2 separate regions of the Macaca mulatta genome follow, and region 2 is linked to region 1. Evidence: chromatin contacts called from public Hi-C data. All regions are on one chromosome and are shown on one strand. The core of a region is the stretch at or near the end of the contact, and the rest is flanking DNA. Distances in the headings are between cores, read along the strand shown. Region 1 overlaps SKAP1 (src kinase associated phosphoprotein 1). Region 2 overlaps COPZ2 (COPI coat complex subunit zeta 2).

Region 1 (4,569 bases), core at 919-3,418:
ATTTTTTTGTAGAGATGGGGTCTCACTATGTTACCCAAGCTGTTCATACCTTTCTTTTCCTTTTCTCACTCTTTTCCAGTTGCTGCTTTCTTCCAAGATCGGGTAGGAGGAACTCTCCCTCACCACCTCCCAGTGAAGAAAAGGACCATTTAGAAGTGTGGGCTCCAGTTGTTGACTCTGAGGTTCCTTCCTTGGAAAGTCCCACTCTCCCACCCCTCTCCTCACCATTATGCTGTGATTTTGGAAGACCCAATGAGGGAACCTCCACTCTTCAGTCTGTGAGGAGGGCTGTGGGAGGAGACCATGCTGTGCCTTTAGACCCTGGTCAATTAGAAACAGTTTTGGAAAAGTGAGCTCTGGGTTCTGCTCTGAGATGGTCAGAGAAGATACGGGCCAGGAGACTTACTCATGTGGGACTGGGCACAGGGCAGGTATTGTGGGAGGCTGGGCTGCTTAGTGTCTTCTAGTCGCCTTTGTTTGGGCTGATTGACAGAGGTCAGTCATAACAGCCCCGTATGCCTCTTCCATGGGAATAAATACTGTGCAGATGTTTGTAAGTTAAGCATAAGGCCCAGGGGCTGTTGATTTTGAACAGAACCCCATATTACTCTCCTGGGGGCTGAGTTTTTGTAGGTCATTTGTATGTAGGACCAGGAGTATCTCCTCAGGTGACCAGTTTTGGGGACCTGTATGTGGCAATTCTAAGCTGCCATATTGAACATTGTCCCAACGGGAGTGGTTGTGTTGTATCCCCATCTTGGCTGGCTTCAGTTTCTACTGTAGCCCTAGAGCACTTTGTTTCTGGGAGGCTGGCCTCTTGCCTACCTTCTTGCATGGACAGTGGGATGAATATTTACTCTCCCACCTTCTTGCTTTTTCTTTCAATGATACCACTGAATGGAACTGGTGCTGTGACTTCTGCTGCTGGGGATTTATGTCCCGAGACCTTAGCCTGGCTGAGTGGAGCCTGAGACCTGCACAACAGCTCATGGTCATGCCTGAGAGAGAAGTGGCTGGCCACAGCCAGAAGAAACAACAACAGCCAGGAGCCTTTATTTTGGAAAAGACTGTCGGGGCTGTCACTGTCTCTTCTGGTTATAAAGCGGAGACGTGGCTATCTTTTCTGCAGGGTTAGAGTGGGCTCCTTTCTTTTTTGAATCCTTTTCTTCTCCTTTGGTAACAGCTCCCTGCCTCCAGGGCTTCCACCGCGAGCATCTCTGCTGTATTGAGCAGTCCAGTGGGGGTGCGAGGGCTTTGTTTCTGCCTGCCTGAAAGAGAGGGCTCTGGGGATGGAGATGAGGAACAACACGCTCTCCTTCAGACAATGAGGCATTCTCGCCTCCTGCTGCCATTCTTCATCTCCACTGAGAGCCAGAGCTGGTAGGAGCCGAGTGCCACAGGCATTCTGCATTGCTTTACTCTTAGGTTTGCTTGTGTGATTCTTCCCCTGCCTCTCACCCACTCCTCCCTCCTCTCACTATCCTACCCTGTCTGTGGGCTCTTTTACTACCAGCCTATGCTGTGGGACTGTCATGGCATTTAGTTCAGAGTGGAGGGGCTTTGGCCTGAAATAAAATGCAAGTATTTAAGATTGTTGTTGGCAATTTGTGTCTAACAAGCTGTAGCAGAGAGGGAGGGAGTGAGGGCTGGCAGTAGTTCCTTTCATAAATCATGAATTTATCAGCATGGAAATAATGGTTTAGAACTGTGCTCTGTAGCCCTCCTGCATTGTGTGTGCAGCTCAACTTCACCACTGGAGGAAGGATTGTCTTCCAAAGAGCTGGGATCCAACTCTTCTCACAGTTCTGGGCATGAACCTTGTTAGGTATAATTTACCTGATGCTGCTTCCATCCTCGCAGCCTGTCTGAGGTGCCAGGTGCTGAAAGAGAAATAAAGTTTGTCAACAGGCAGATGCAAAGCCCTGGCTGGTATTCATCCCTCTTTCCTGCCCGCCTCCCCTGGGTCTCTCCTTTATATGATGCAGCAGAGCAAGGCGAGGATAGAAAACCTACAGAGGCAAATCCAAAATGTCAGAAGAAGTTCATTTAAAAGGGGAAAAAAACTCCACGCGCAACCCTCACAAAAACCCGACAGATGCTAAGCTAATGGCATCCGCTTTGCCGATTGGTGGGGATGGCTCATGAATATTAATGAGCCCAGTGCTCCAAATGGTGCAGCTGTGAACCCAGCTGTGCCTGAAGCTCTCTGATCTCCATACTTCCAGACAGGAGCCGGAGGTGGTCTGTGTCAATTCCCTACTCAGCCAAAAAACAGCAAGCTGGGTTGGACTTCTTCTATTTGCTCCTTTTCTTCCTGGAGTTGGTGCTCAGCAGCTAGTTCTGCCAGCAGGCTAGGCTGCTGGGACAGCAGGAGCCATTCAAAGACATGGATGTGATTTTTCTGACTCCCAGCTTTTTTAATGATCCATTAGCAGCGTGCATACAACAGCACCTCAGTTAATCTAAGGCCAGGCACCATCTCCTTTCAGTCTCTCTCTTAGTTGAGTATAGGCCTTAGAAGGAGAAGTCCTAGGAAGGAAAGCACTTTTCTAATAATACAGGCCTAGGGCCATCAGAAAAATAGCACACATGAGTTTTTCTCTCCATCCAGATAGTGCCATAGGCCCCTCTTCTGTTTTGCTCTGTTCCTGCGTGTGCCCAGGTCTAGCCACTGTGGCTGATGACCTCTATGAAAGATGGAGGATTAGCTGGGGGTAGTGGCTCATTGAACTGTTTGTAGGATAAAAATGTTTAGAATTTAGTTTTGAGTCAAGTTCTGTCCTGATTTAGTCACCTTTCTTCTGTCAGATACCTCCATGGCCCACATCTAGTCATCCATAACCCAGGATGACTGATTCCAAGCTTGTGGGGATTGTTTGTTTGGTGGGAGGAAATGTGTTTGTGTGTGGGGGGGTTTCTTACCATTAAAACACTAAGTTTTATAAGCATAATTTTATTGGCCCTTTTCAGTGCCTCGCGAGGAAAGTAGGGTAGGTATATGCTCCTTTTTTCATTGAGGAAACTGAGCTCAATTTTTTTTTTTTTTTTTTTTTGAGATGGAGTCTCCCTTTGCCGCCCAGGCTGGAGTGCAGTGGTACAATCTCAACTCACCACAACCTCCACCTCCTGGGGTCAAGCAGTTCTCCTGCCTCAGCCTCCCAAGTAGCTGGGATTACATGGGCCTGCCACCTCACCCGGCTAATTTTTGTATTTTTATTTTATTGATTTATTATTATTATTTTTTGACATGGAGTCTCGCTCTGTTGCCAGACTAAAGTGCAGTGGCGCCATCTTGGCTCACTGCAACCTCCGCCTCCCGGGTTCAAGCGATTCTCCTGCCTCAGGCTCCCAAGTAGCTGGGACTACAGGCGCATGCCACCACGTCCAGCTAATTTTTGTATTTTTAGTAGAGATGGGGTTTCACCATGTTGGCCAGGATGGTCTCGATCTCCTGACCTCATGATCCATCTACGTCACTCTCCCAAAGTGCTGGGATTACAGGTGTGAGCCACTATGCTTGGCAATTTTTGTATTTTTAGTAGAGACTGTGTTTCATCATGTTGGCCAGACTGGTCTCGAACTCCTGACCTCAAGTGATCCACCTGCCTCGGCCTCCCAAAGTGCTTGGATTACAGGCGTGAGCCACTGTGCCCATCCAAGTGTGGTTTTTTAAAAAGCATGTTTTTAGATGATGGTGGAGTATGTTCACATGAGAGATACTTTCCGAGCTCTGTGAGACAAGTCCCCTGCCACCCCAAAAAAGAAAAAGTCTACCACTACATTCAAGGAAAAAAAAAAAAGCAACCCTGCAGGGCTTTTCAGAATTGTCCTCACAAATCAGAGCTCTTTCACAGTCCTTAGTTTTCTCATGCTAAGGCCTTAGATCCATATGACCGAGTCCAGGGTACCTCCTATCCTCTCTGTTAGCTTTGCTTGGGAGGTGATCATGACTTTTTTTTCTTTTGAGATGGAGTCTTGCTCTGTAACCCAGTCTGGAGTGCAGTGGTGTGATCTCAGTTCACTGCAACTTCTGTCTCCCAGGTTCAAGTGATTCTCTTTCCTCAGCCTCCTGAATAACTGGGATTACAGGCATCTGCCACCACGCCTGGCTAATTTTTGTATTGTTATTATAGATGGGGTTTCACCATGTTGGCCAGGCTGGTCTCAAACTCCTGACCTCAAGTAATCCGCTTGCTTCGGCCTCCCAAAGTACTAGGATTACAAGCGTGAGTCACGGCGCCCGGCCTGATCATGACTTTTTAACAATCTGATTGGGCATTAAGTTAGTTCCATGTATGTGAATTTGTTTATATGCCTCAGCTCTTGCAGAATATCCTTAACACCCTAGGGGTGGGGTGGACAGTGGTGTGAGAATTGGAAGGATTTGATGTGAGGAGGGGTTGGGGGTAGAAAGGGGAATAGACCAGCTCCCGGCCTGCCTCACTGAGGCTGCAGGAGCATTAAATCAGAGGCTGGAGTGGCATCTGTGGATTTACGTATGAGCAGCCAGCTGAGAAGCAGCTAAAGCCAAACAGATAACCATTGCAGCACGACATACCCCTTCCTTAG
Region 2 (4,030 bases), core at 425-2,924, 100 kb before region 1:
GGGCCCTGGCTCCTGGGTTCTGGGTTTCAGACGTGTCCTGGTGCCCATTCTGCTGGAGGAAAGAAGAGACCCTGAGGCCCCCTTCCCTTATACACTTGGGGCCGGCAGGATAGCCCACGAGGGCAAGAGGGTGGAGGAATGCAGAAAGATGCAGAGGGACCCTAGGGATGGCAGGAGACTGGAAGGCAGGCCCTGGCTGCCCTCCCACCCGGAACCGCCGGCCGCCCTTCCCGAAAACCAGGCCCCCGCGCTCCCCTCCGCGCCCGCCGACTCCGGCCTGTGGCAGCGCTAATGAGGCCGTCTGGAGGAAGCCGGTGCCAGAGGGCAGGACTCTGGGCGGCAGGCCAGGCTCGTCATCCTGGCGGCTCTGCTGGGCTGCGGGCGCCACGTGGGAGCTGGGGGCACAGCAGCCGGCGGCCCTCCACCCCCAGCGGGGTCTCTGCCTCAGCCCCCAGAAAGCTGGGCCTGCAAACTCGGGGTCCTCGGGAAGGGGTAGCGCCCTTCCCTGCCGGCCCTCCCGGCTCCTCTGGCAGTGCTGCGCAGCCCGCTCTGCGCTGTCCTCTCCGCTGCGGCGTGGGTCCGTCGGCTGCTTCGGAGCAGCGCCGCTCCCAGCAATCCCTCAGCCATCGCGGACGAGGACACCTTTCTGGTCGCCTCTCGTCATTGCCATGCACCCTCAGCTCCTTCCTTTTAACCCAGTACGGTTCCTGTGTGAGCCAGGGGTTCGGATGAGCCTAGGGCAGGGATGCGCGAGAAAGCCACCTGTCCCCAGCAGTTCCCCAATCCGGAGCCCCGCTCTGCGGAAACTGCACCAAACACTTCAACCTGAGCCTCGGTGTTCCCCTCCGTAAAATGGGGAGAGCATGGCGTAATTCACAGGATTCGGTGAGCTAGTTTGTGTGAAGTGCCCGGCTCCTGCCTGTCCCTTTCCATTCCCGTCCCTGCTACATTGGAATGGCAGGGCCGAGGCAGGCGCGACCGCGTTGCTAGGAAGCGCATTTCCCAGTCCCTCCTTGCGGTCGCTTAAGGGTGGTGGAGGGAGCCAAGCCCTGGGTGTGGCCGCGTATTTGCCAAAATACTTCTAGAAAATGTCTCCTTTCTTGTCGCCATAGTAGCCCCTGAACTCCACGGAATTTAACCGAATACTCTTTTTTTCTCCCCTTCCAAGAGTTGCCATTTTGCATTATTTACTCGGATGGATTATGCACCCAGCGCTTACAATGTAAATGTTTACATGACTGTATCATTTTCTCTAATTGTAGAAGTAGTCAAGCCCGTTATAAATGTTCAATCTTAAACAGTTTTATAATGTAGGACTTGAAAACCGCAGGGACAACTTCTATTAACGTCCACGTCTCGCCACTTTCCCTCCCTCGCTGAAATTCCTGTGCCCACGCTGGCGCGGAACTAGCAGGATGGGTCACGCGTGCAGGTTGCTAGGGCAACGTCCTGTCGCCGGTGTCGGAAACCAATGAGTAACGCCCAGGAGCTGGAGTCTGGCCCGCCCTGGGGGCGGAGTTAGTCAGCGGGGCGGCCCCGGCGGGAGCGCGTTTCCCGCCTGTCCCTGCAGGTGGCACTATAAGATCGCGGATGCTTTCCTGGGGCGGGGCTTCCCACAGTGCTCAGCGCACGCGAGGGGCGGGGCCAGGGTGGAGCGTGAGCCACCAGCTGCAGTCCGCAAAGGATCGAGGGAAACGAGCTGTCCCGGGACGCAACGCTAGACAGGCTCAGGGATGGATTTACAGGGACGCAGAAAGTGTACGCGTCAGAGAATGGAAGGGAGAAAACAGAGGTTCTGGGACGGCGACAGAGAAGGGAAGTCGTGTCGCCCAGAAAGGCTATACAATCTCCACTCTTCCCGTTTGTCCCTGGGACACCCTTCCACCCTCCTCTCCCTCCCGACCTGCAATTCTTCACACCCTCTGCAGCGCACAGGGTGCTCAGGACACGTGCACGGTGGGGGCTGGCGATGCTTCCTTGCCCCCACCACCCGAAAGCTTGCAGAGAGCTGTAGTGCCCAGGATGTATGCCAGGATGGAATTCTACGGTTCCAGGCATGCCAAGAAAAATAGCCGTGCTGTTTCTCGGTTTGTTCAGAGGAAGCCTTACTCCCTTCCCTTCTGGAGGCTGGGAATGGAAAAAATGACTCAAGGAATCCCCAGCGGAGCCGCCATATCTGTACTGCATCGCAAAATAGGGGTACCATCCTTTGCTCTCCCCTACCTGGCAGTATGCGCCACACATGGGGCTCCGTGGTATCAGCGTCGCATCCCCCTCCCCCTGGTGTTAAATAGTACCCTTTCCCTTGTCCCACATCTCTCCCCAGTCACACAACCACAGGGACATGCCCCACCGTGGTACTGGATATCCCCACGACGAGCCACAGGAAGTGCAGGGGCCTTTATCTGAAAACACACACACACACACACACACACACACACACACACACACACACACACACACACACACACACACACACACACACACACACACACACACACACACACACACACACACACACACACACACACACACACACACACTTCCTAGGCCAAGAGAGAAGGAGACCCTTGGCAGAAGACAAAAGCAGGTTTATTAGGGCCCTGGGGCCAGGAATGCCTAAGGTATGAGTTAAGGCCAAGGCAGTGAGAAGAGGTGACTCTCCTGAGGCCAAACCTTTGCATCTCAGAATCTCTGGCTGGAGACCTTAGGAATCAGTTCCGGGAGGGACCTGGGGATGCAGAGGGGTCTCTCCTGACCGTGGGATCTCTGGGCTTTTGCCAGGATTGGGGAAATGGTCTGGGGGGCAGGGAGCCTTGAATCCACAGCCTTCATTTCAATAAGGACCATTTAATTTGTTCCTTGGCAGACTGAAGAACCTGGGGTGGGGTGGGGAGGTTGAGAGAGAATTGAGAATGTCAAATGCCTCCACATACAGTCATGGGGAGGTCCACAGCCCACCTTCCCTAAGCGCCCCTGCAACCCCCAGTCACTAGGTGGCAGCATCTTGTCTCCGCTTGGCTTAAACGCGGCCAACCCTTCAAGTCAGAAAGCGCAGAGGAAACCGGCTGCAGCCAGCTCCCACCTCAGGGCCAAGCCTGCCCAGACCTCTGGCTCCTGCATCTGCAGCGTGGGTGTGTCAGCAGCCTGTCTCCCCGCTGTCATGCCATGAGAGTTCCCGCCCACAGTGCCACGTCCAGGCAGAGATGGGGCCGAGGCGTGACACTCCCTGTGCTGACGCCTCAGCAAACCCCTAGCTCTGGCCATGACTGGCAATGTGTCCTCAACACCCCACCCCAACCCACTGCTGATGTGGCATAGCTGGCAAAGGGTGGCCGGCCAGACCCTGCGGTGGGATGCCTGGTGGAAAGTCTCAGACCAGTGCTTACACAAATCCATACAAGTGTACGCACGCATGCACAATGCCAAAGCAGGAGAGGGGGACAGGACACCAGGTGTGTCCCTCAGGTAGGTTGTCCCTTCAGCCACTCAGCCTCATTCCCTTCTAGAGAAGGAGGGAACACTGTGTCTGTCTCCTCCTCCTGCACAATCTCCCTCCTCTCTTGGGGACAGTGGCTTAGGGTTCCCCTGATTCTCCTAGCCGGAATCTAACTTTGTCCTCATTTTATCGCCCATTGGCCACCTGTAGCTTGCTTTGTTTTTACTCCAGAATTCCATTAAAAATGCTGTTTTCATTCTTTCTCCCTTTGGAGAAATACTGATGGTTATTCAGCATGTGTTAACTTGCTTGGAGCCCTGCTAAGAGCTTGCCATGCATTGGCTCATTGAATTGTCATAACTCCATGAGGAGGGTCCTGTTATGTGAGGCCCAGAGAGGTTGAGTAACTTGCCCTAGGTCACCCAGCTTTAGGTGGTAAGGTTGAACATGTATCCTGGGATGACTCCCATGAGCACCCGTGTTCTTATCTGCTCTGCTCATTACTCCCTACCCTCTTTCCACCCTGAAAATTGCCTTGTAGCTGCATTCATTCCAGCATGGTATAAGGAAACATAGGGAATCAGAGGGGAG

The links. Hi-C and Micro-C count contacts between places; a contact is called where the count stands out from the background.
Region 2: a Hi-C map of fetal cortex germinal zone shows a contact between it and region 1, with 3 times the contacts expected there. The contact joins two enhancer-like sites. A contact is called at or near these places in 4 of 14 Hi-C or Micro-C datasets (cortical neurons, fetal cortex germinal zone, fetal cortical plate and 1 more).

Annotation. Positions count from the first base shown.
Region 1 is chr16:61,894,265-61,898,833 of T2T-MMU8v2.0, reverse strand. SKAP1 (src kinase associated phosphoprotein 1) reads right to left here. Exons shown (of 15, transcript XR_013406615.1): 14 at 1,837-1,880. SNX11 (sorting nexin 11) reads left to right here. Exons shown (of 7, transcript NM_001260785.1): 7 at 80-1,582. The coding sequence ends at 353. Among named protein-coding and RNA genes, the nearest start is that of SNX11, 14 kb to the left of the region's middle. Within about 2 kb of position 2,168, at least 8 of the 40 cell types and tissues checked have an H3K27ac peak or open chromatin away from gene starts, as enhancers often do. A contact at or near this core is called in fetal cortex germinal zone, where this site is marked.
Region 2 is chr16:61,996,530-62,000,559 of T2T-MMU8v2.0, reverse strand. It overlaps COPZ2 (COPI coat complex subunit zeta 2), which reads right to left. Exons shown (of 9, transcript NM_001266783.2): 9 at 2,578-2,879. The coding sequence ends at 2,832. Among named protein-coding and RNA genes, the nearest start is that of MIR152, 12 kb to the right of the region's middle. Within about 2 kb of position 1,674, at least 23 of the 40 cell types and tissues checked have an H3K27ac peak or open chromatin away from gene starts, as enhancers often do. A contact at or near this core is called in fetal cortex germinal zone, where this site is marked.